Regions from separate parts of the Mus musculus genome. Here region 1 is linked to region 2. A link is a contact called in public HiChIP or PLAC-seq data. All regions are on one chromosome and are shown on one strand. The core of a region is the stretch at or near the end of the contact, and the rest is flanking DNA. Distances in the headings are between cores, read along the strand shown. Region 1 has its middle 16 kb from the start of Bak1. Region 2 overlaps Ergic1 (endoplasmic reticulum-golgi intermediate compartment (ERGIC) 1).

The links. HiChIP or PLAC-seq counts read pairs in DNA pulled down with a chosen protein or histone mark.
Region 1: an H3K4me3 HiChIP or PLAC-seq map of bone marrow-derived macrophages shows a contact between it and region 2, with 8 times the contacts expected there. The contact joins two enhancer-like sites. A contact is called at or near these places in 1 of 115 datasets of contacts at active chromatin or transcription factors (bone marrow-derived macrophages) and 1 of 9 other capture datasets (pancreatic islet).

What each region holds. Positions count from the first base shown.
Region 1 is chr17:27,010,171-27,014,517 of GRCm38.p6, forward strand. No RefSeq gene overlaps it. Among named protein-coding and RNA genes, the nearest start is that of Bak1, 16 kb to the right of the region's middle. Within about 2 kb of position 1,946, at least 126 of the 459 cell types and tissues checked have an H3K27ac peak or open chromatin away from gene starts, as enhancers often do. A contact at or near this core is called in bone marrow-derived macrophages, where this site is marked.
Region 2 is chr17:26,636,920-26,640,840 of GRCm38.p6, forward strand. It overlaps Ergic1 (endoplasmic reticulum-golgi intermediate compartment (ERGIC) 1), which reads left to right. Exons shown (of 10, transcript NM_026170.3): 8 at 1,824-1,924. Among named protein-coding and RNA genes, the nearest start is that of Gm41553, 2.8 kb to the right of the region's middle. Within about 2 kb of position 1,937, at least 44 of the 459 cell types and tissues checked have an H3K27ac peak or open chromatin away from gene starts, as enhancers often do. A contact at or near this core is called in bone marrow-derived macrophages, where this site is marked.

The sequences.
Region 1 (4,347 bases), core at 696-3,195, 370 kb after region 2:
AGTGGTGGTTGGTGGTCATTTGGGGGAGGGAGGTTGGTTTCAGTGTGTTAGTGGTCATGCTCAAAGAAGAAACAAGAAGAAGGAAATTAGATTTAAGGATCTCTGTCTTCCCCCTCCTCCTCCCCCCCCCCCCCCGCATTCTTCTTTCTCTCCTATCTAGTGATGGGGGGAGGGTGAAACTGGGGGATAAAGGATGGGAAGAAGGACACTTTTACCCTCTTTGGACACCCCGTGGCCACACACACAAGGTGCCTCTTTCTGTGATGGCTCATCCCATTCTTCCTCTAGGTCGGCTCAGATGCTCAAGTTTGACGAGTATGTGTGTGTGAGTATGTGTGTGTACGCTCAAGTGCCATCGTGATTAGAGGACCACTTATGGGGGTCAGCTGTCTCTTAATAAGGATTCTGGGGCTTGGAGGCAAATATCTTTCCCCACGAATCACCCCATGCTCTTCCTTGTTTTTTACATGTTTAGGCGGGCATGGCTTTGGCTGTCCTGGAATTCTCTGTGTAGACCAGGCTGGCCTTAAACTCACAGAGAGCCCCCTGCCTCAGTTATCTGGATGCTGGGATCACAGGAGTGTGTGACTTTGTGGCACAGCACACCAGCATCAGTTCTGATGGTGCAGGTGAGGGCTGGAGCAGGGAGCAGGAGGGGGTCCTTGCATTATAGAATCGTAGGCTACTGGGAGCCATGACGGGACTGTAGCTCTGTTGGTGGAGCAGCTACTTGTAGTGCACAAAGCCTGGATCTGGTTTTCAGGATTCGGTAAGACTCAGCAAGATGGCACCCAAAGAGGGCGCTGACAGTGTTCCACCTCAGCAACTGGGCTTGGTGCCGCATGCCTTTAATCCCGGCACTCGGGAGGCAGTGGCAAGCAGATTTCTGAGTTTCACAGGGTTTCTCTGTGTAGCCCTGGCTGTCCTGGAACTCACTCTGTAGACCAGGCTGGCCTCGAACTCAGAAATCTGCCTGCCTCTGCCTCCCAAGTGCTGGGATTAAAGGTGTGCGCCCCCACGCCTGGCTGGGGGTTTTTTGTTTGTTTGTTTGTTTTTGTTTTTGTTTTTTCGGCCCAGCACACTTACAGACAGTCCCTCAGATGCTGACGTCTGGCCTTAGGACCAATCAGGAACGTCTGAGTTCTCCAGTCCAGCGTGCTTCCTCGTGGGGGAACAATGTGAGACAACTTGCAGGATGATTTTACTTACTTGCCAGATAGACTTCCCATAAATTGGCATGCTGGTTAATTTTAACAGCTTGGAAGTTACATAAACGGCCAACAATAGAGAATCGGTTAAGAATAAAATTCATTATAGTTCCTAAGTATAATGTAAAACTACGTAAAGAACACTAAAAAAAAAAAAGTGTTCTTGTTGGGTGTGGTGCCTATGATCTAGGTGCTCAGGTAAGAGGTAGATAGGATGGAAGAGTTCAAGGCTAGCCTGAGCTACATAATGTGACCAGGACAAGCTGGCCTATAGAGTGAGACCTTGGAGAGAGAGAGAGAGAGGGAGAGAGAGAGAGAGCACCAGGCATGGTAGTGCACACCTTTAATCCCAACGCTTGTGATGCAGAGGCAGGTGAATCTCTGAGAATTTGAGGCCAGCCTTGGCTACAGGGCAAGTTTCAGGAGAGCCAGGGCCACAGAGAAAGAGCTTGTATCTAAAAGCCAAAATAACAAGATAAAAGTGAAAGGGTAGATATTGCCAAAAGAGAAGGTCCCAAAAGGAAGATGGTTTCCCTTTGGAGACATCACAGTGCCTTAGTATAGACTCGGAACTGTCACCAAACACCCAAAAGAAGCAAACTGGGAAAGCTAAATTCTGGATCGGGGTTCGAGAGATGCAGCCCACCCTGGCAGTGGGATGGCCTCACCACCACAGCAGGTGCCACGTGAAGCAGCAGGTCATATCAGGAAGTAGGGATCTAGGGCAGGAAGTAGAGCCTGCCTGCCCATCACCCTGAAGCCCCACCCACACCCAGGGTGGCCAGCTAGACCTCTCTTTCCTCCACAGTTTGAAACAGCGCCACCTGACAGAAATAGGGACTTCTGGTGGAGACTTTAAGAACATGCAGGCACAATAAGTGGTGGTTGTAGTGGGGGTGGGGGGTGGGAGATTTACAGCTCAAGACATAAGGACGGGGCAGCAAAACAGGAAGGAAGGAGCCGTGCTTCTCATCCACGTGCGGATGTGTGTGTGTGTTTGTGTGTGTGTGTGTGTGTGTGTGTGTGTGTGTGTGTGTGTGTGTTTCTGATGGGGTCTCCTGTCACCAGGGTGCCTCCAACTCATGCGTAGCTAAGGATAGCCTTGAATTACTGATCCTTTGATGAGTTGGTTGCTGTGGCTTACCACAGAAACCCTGGTTACAGTAGAGAGGAGCTGATGTGAGCAGTGAGCATTATTAGGAAAGACCCCACGACCTTGGGCAGCTCTGACTGGTGTTAGAGTTGGGGCGCTGCGTTATCAACAGCGCGCTATTGTATTTTTAAAGCTTATTTTGTTTTTAATTATGTGCGCATGTGGGCGCAGACACCCTCAGAGGTCAGAAGAGGGAGTCAGAGCCCCTGGAGCTGGGGGTACAAGGCAGCTGTGACCCCCCTAATGTGCATGCAGGGAACTGAAGTCAGGACCTTCACAATCGCTCTTAACTGCAGCCGATTCTCCACACTCACAATGGAGTCTTGAAGGGACAGAGAGCCTTTAATTCTGAAAGATGAAAGGGGTTTCCGACCCATAAGGTTCCGAGTAAGAGGAGGCGATCTCACATCACGTGATTTAGCCCAGCCTAGCCCACGGGCCAGGAGTCACAAGGCAAGAGAACAGTAGACAAAAGTCAAGTTATAATTCGAGGTTGTCCTCAGTGTAAGTGTCAGGGAGGCTGGGCTTGTTCACAGCTGCAAGTGGGAGGGAGATGACTGAGCTCCGGGAAAGCTGTGAGCCCATTTATCAACCCTGTCCCAGCAGAGGCTGCTGGAGGGGAGGGCCTGATTTCTGAGAGAGAGAAAGGCAGTGAGGAAATCTCTTATCCAACACAGAGACTACATGCAGGCACCACCTTCATGCTCAGAATGTTCTATTTTTGAGACAGCATTGAATGCTGTAGTCCAGGCTGGGCTGGGATTCACAATCCTGCCTCAGTCTCTCAAATAACAGGCTAGCATCCTTCCTTCCTTCCTTCCTTCCTTCCTTCCTTCCTTCCTTCCTTCCTTCCTTCCTCCCTCCCTCCCTCCCTCCCTCCCTTCTTCCCTTCCTTTCATCCTTTCTGTTTATGAGACAGGGTCTCACTATGTGGTGTTGGCTTGGCTGGCCTAGGGCTCACTATGTATATGTAGACCAGCCTGGCCTTGAACTCAGAGATTTGCCTGCATTTGGCTTCTGAGTGTTGGGATTAAAGTCATGCACCACCATGTCCAGCTTTCTTTCTTTTTAAAGATGTATTTATATCTGTGGGTATCTGCAGGTGTGTGACCATGCCTGAGCAGGCCAGAAGTGTGTTAGATCCCCTGGAGCTGTAGTTACAGGTAGTTGGGAACCCAACTTAGGTGCTCTGCAGGGTCAAGTGCTGTCAGCCATCTCTCCTGCTCCTGGTGGGCACCGGGAATGCACAGGCCTTTGCCCTCTTCCCGGGCCTTACTGTGTCACTGAGCATCCTCCTCTTTGTCCTCCTCCTCCTCCTCTTCCTTTTCTTTGGGATGTACTTTGTCACCAAGGCTGGCCTTGAGCTCCTGATCTTCCTGCCTCACTCTCCAAAGCTGAGATCACAAATGAGGATTTATAGATGTACCCTGGCCAGCTCTGTACTGAGAGTTCTGGGACTGAGGTGAGACCCTGGTGCGACCTGACCTGCCACTCATGTAAAGTGGGCTATACTATGCAGCTCTCTCATGGGAAGGATCCAGAGTAGCCAGAGGTGGATGGAGGGCTCTTGCCAGGGACTGATGAGGGGGAGGAGAGCTGTGGAGGCTTGAATGAAGATGTCCTGCCGCCCCCCCCCCCCCCGCCATGGGCTTGGCCCTTAGCTAGTGGAATTGTTGGGAAGGATTAGCAGGGTGGCCTCCTCACTGACCTGGGCTTTTGAACTTTCAAAGCCCACAGCATTCTCAGTTAGCCCCCTCTCAGCCTCCTGTTTATGGATAAGGTGTGAGCACTCAGCTGCTGCCGCAATCCCACACCTGCTGCCAGGTGTGCTGCCAGATGTACTGCCATGGCGTTCCCTCGCCATGACTCTAACACTCTGGAACCATGTGTGTTATGGCTCTCAGAGGAAATGCAGGGATAAAGGGACAGACTTCAGGGTAAGTTCCCCAGGTCACTGTGTTACACGGTCGATGTTAATTAACATGG
Region 2 (3,921 bases), core at 687-3,186:
TAGGGACCTGCATCTTGGAATGTGGGCAGCTGTTGGCCATGATGGCCTCAGGGCTGTTAGGCAGTCAGACACTGAATGCATATTGATCAGGCACAGTACCAAGTTCTAGAGACAGGAAGGTGAGTAAATGAAGCAAGCAGCCTCTGCAGGCCTCCATTCTGTGCTGTCAACTTGGAAGTGTTCATGATACCTGGGCCTGAGGCAGAACCCCTGTGACTCCTTAAGGACATCCGTCTGGCGTGTTCCTACTGGGGAGGAAATGTGAACTGATTCTCTGTGCACAGTAGACATAAGGGTGGCTCTTTTTTTTTCCTTTTGTGACTACCTAATGTTTTGTACAAATAGCAACAACAACAACAAAATAGTAGAGTTATGATTTTCACTAAGGCCTTCCTTTCTTCAGGTTTTATCCTTGGAGAGTGGGAATTTGAGACTTGTACTTCAAGGTGATCTTTGGCCTCCTGGTTTAGGTATAGATGTGAGCCCATCTCATGGGAGTTTCCAGGGATGAAGACTAGAATCGGCCTTTAACCCCATGTGACCCTAGTACTCTGGACCCTGAGAGCCATTGTGGGCATGAGCAAGAGGTGTTGGGTCCCCTGTGCTTAGCTTAAAGGCTCCAGGGCTTTCCCCAGTTTTCCTGAGGGTGTGTGTTGGGGGGGGGGGTCACCTCCATCCCAGGAGTGCTGCCCTTTTCTGAGGAGACAGCAGGGCCAGAACTAGTCAAGGCTGGAATGCTTGCTCCATGCTCACCACTCTTACAGATCTGAATCTGATCTGCAGAGACCAGGATTAGAACCCAGAAGACTAAACTCCCATGTTCTTTTAGCTCCATGGTTCCTAGCCCAAGGTTCTAGAAGGAATAAGAGGGATGGACATTGGGCCTCATTTTTTGCTCGGGAAGGCTGAGGCAGCTCTGGTTAGCTCATGTTTATCAGTAGCTGATTGATCCCTTCATCCTTTGTCCAGCCATCCTGTCCACTCCTTCATTCAGCAGGCCTTGCCACTGTCTGCCCTGTCCCAGGCTCCGTGCAGGGTTTAGGGGCAGGAATGTAAGACTTTGTCCTTGCACTCAGCAACTTTGCCATCCAGGCTGGGAGGAGACAGGGGCGCTGGGTGAAAAGGTCGTGTTAAACTATTACAGGGCTGAAGGGTCAGCAGTTTATTGAGAAAGAGGGAAGACAGTGACCAGATTCTGTTGTTTGTTTTGGCAGTGTTGGGATTGAGGCCAAGGGCAGGTTTATGCCAGGCAGGCGCTTGACCCCAGCCCTCTGGGTTTGATCAGTCTTACTTAGTTCTTTCTGGAGCCCAGAGCCCAGATTATTTTAAAACTTAAAAGCAGACAGACAATACCTACAATGAAATGGGGTCTTTCTTGAGTCCCACCTTTCTCCCTGGAAAATTTCTCTGTGTGTGAGGGATGGTGGGGAATGTAATTTTGCCAGTCTCTCTCTAGTCTAGTTAAGGATGAAACTGAAGCTGCTCTGTTTCCTGGGGCTTCTCTCTAGACAATTCTTGGTGACCACGCATTAAAGAGGATGTGTTCCCTGGCCCCTACTTCACAGGAGCGTGCTGCTCCTGGGCCTGAATCTCAGAGAAAATGCCCCCTCAGCACCCCTCGTTAATGGCTATCCCATTTGTAAGTGTGTGGCTCAGAGTATTATATATTATGTAGTGCAGATCTAACAATCCCAGCAAGCCACATTCTGAAGAGAAAGGGGAGAGGACCCTACAGTACCAGGAGGACTTGAACTTGGGGTTACAGGCAGAGCCACCTGCCAGGCAGTGCCCACCCCATCTCATCTTATGCTGTATTCCTGCAGCCCTGGCCTCCCATGACTACATCTTGAAGATTGTACCCACAGTGTATGAGGACAAGAGCGGCAAGCAGCGCTACTCCTACCAGTACACAGTGGCCAACAAGGTGAGTGGGCCGTGAACGGGCTGAGCATTGCAATTGCTCCCTCTGCTGGCCAAGGGCATAGGCGATGCCCCGCACATTCTGCTGAAGGGAATTTCAGTGGGGTGGACAGGGAGTGTCCAGGCTCATTCTCTAGTCTGAGTAAAGATGAAATACCAGTTCTTGCCGTGGTAGTGGCCTCAAGGTCCAGGTGAGACACTCTTAACAAGGAGATAAGATGTATTCTGTTTGAAGTAGGCAGAAGACCATCCCAGCTCTGACATTGTCTGGTCCTGGTTTCTTCAGGCTCCTGTTGATCAGCACATGGCCGATGCTTTGCATTAGGCAGGGAATCCTATCAAGGTGGCTGTGGACGTCTCAGGACCCCAACAGTCCAAGAGACACACAGGTCTTCTGGGAAGCCAAGGGACATCCAAGCCAAAGAAATGAGATGGCACAGCGGTTAGTGGCTTGAGCCTCTCCAGAAAGCATGGCTTGTGCCAATGGAACATAGGCACTTGGAGTAGGTTCCCCTGTTTACCACGAGGCTCCTGTTTCTGCTGTTGCAGGGCCACCCAGACCCTTAGTATAAATGATGGAGTGTTCAGCTCAATTAACTATCATTATGGTTGAGGAACTCGCCAAGCTGTGTAGTTACAGTGTAGGAATTAGACCCAGGTTCCTCTTGGGCTCCAGAGCCCCCTGGTTGCTCACCCACTCAGTCCAAATAGGGATCGTCCAGGCTTGCCCACTTGGACAGCCTCTTGGTCATGGGTCCCTATGCTCTGATTCCCTTTGATCCATAACTCTCTCCGAGAGACTTATTGCTTACATTCACTATTTCAGGCCGTGTCTGTCCTACTCTCTGGTGGCATAACAAAATTCTAAGAGCCTAAGTAGTAAGTAAAGAATAGAAGTCAGCCAGGCAGTGGTGGCGCACGCCTTTAATCCTAGCACTTGGGAGGCAGAGGCAGGTGGATTTCTGAATTCAAGGCCAGCCTGGTCTACAGAGTGAGTTCCAGGCCAGCCAGGGCTACACAGAGAAACCCTGTCTTGAACCTTCCCCCTACCCCCCCCCCAAAAAGAAAAAAGAAAAAAAAAGAAAGAAAATAGAAGTTAATTTATCTCATGGATTGGGAAAGAGGAAGTCAAAGAGATCAACCCCAGCCTGTGGTGAGCCTTCTTGCTGTGTTGTCCAGTGGAGGGCAGGGCATGGAGAGACACAAGCATACAAGCTTAGAAGTGCTTTCCTCTTCTTATAGGAGAGCTAATGCTACCATTGACACTTACCTCGTGGCCTCATCTAACCTAATCACCTCCCAGATTACCACCTCCAGCCACCACCAATGTAGGCTTACTTCCGGGTTCAGCCCCTTGATGTACACAAAGGACCTGTAACTTTAGATGGCGAATAGCCGTGGTCCCCCTGCCCCACATGCACAGGGCTCTGGGCTCAGCCCAGCACTGCAGCATGCGTATGACTTCTGGGGAGCATATTTCAACCATTGTACTCATTATAACCTCCCCCCAGTGCTGCCACACATCAGCAGGAAGCAGGGCCCTGGACCACACTGCCCCATCCTAGCTCAGTCATGTGTCCTTGTTTGTAATATGTCCATGGCAGTTACTTCACAAGATTGCTGTCAAATGAAGCAATGTTTTCAGAAAGCTCCCAGCTCACTGGGAAGGCTGGGTAATTGGTACACTACTGCTGCTAGATTTCATTCTGTCTCTTACCCCCTCAGCGCTGGGCTGTGGCCCAGACAATCACCCTGGGAAAGCTGAGTTTCCTCTGCTGCAGGCTTCCTCCATCAAAGCTTTGGCAAGGGCCTGGTGGCTGGACCAGCTCACTCAGCGTTCTCTGTGGCTTTGCCCCCAGCCTGTTCTGTGAATGGAGGTGGCTGTCCAGTGGGTTAACACTCAGTGGTGTCCATGGGATCACTCCAGCTGCTCAAGACCAGTGCTGGGGACATGGGGGTTGGGCCTGGGGACCCCGGCATCCATCTCCATTTGTTGTAAAC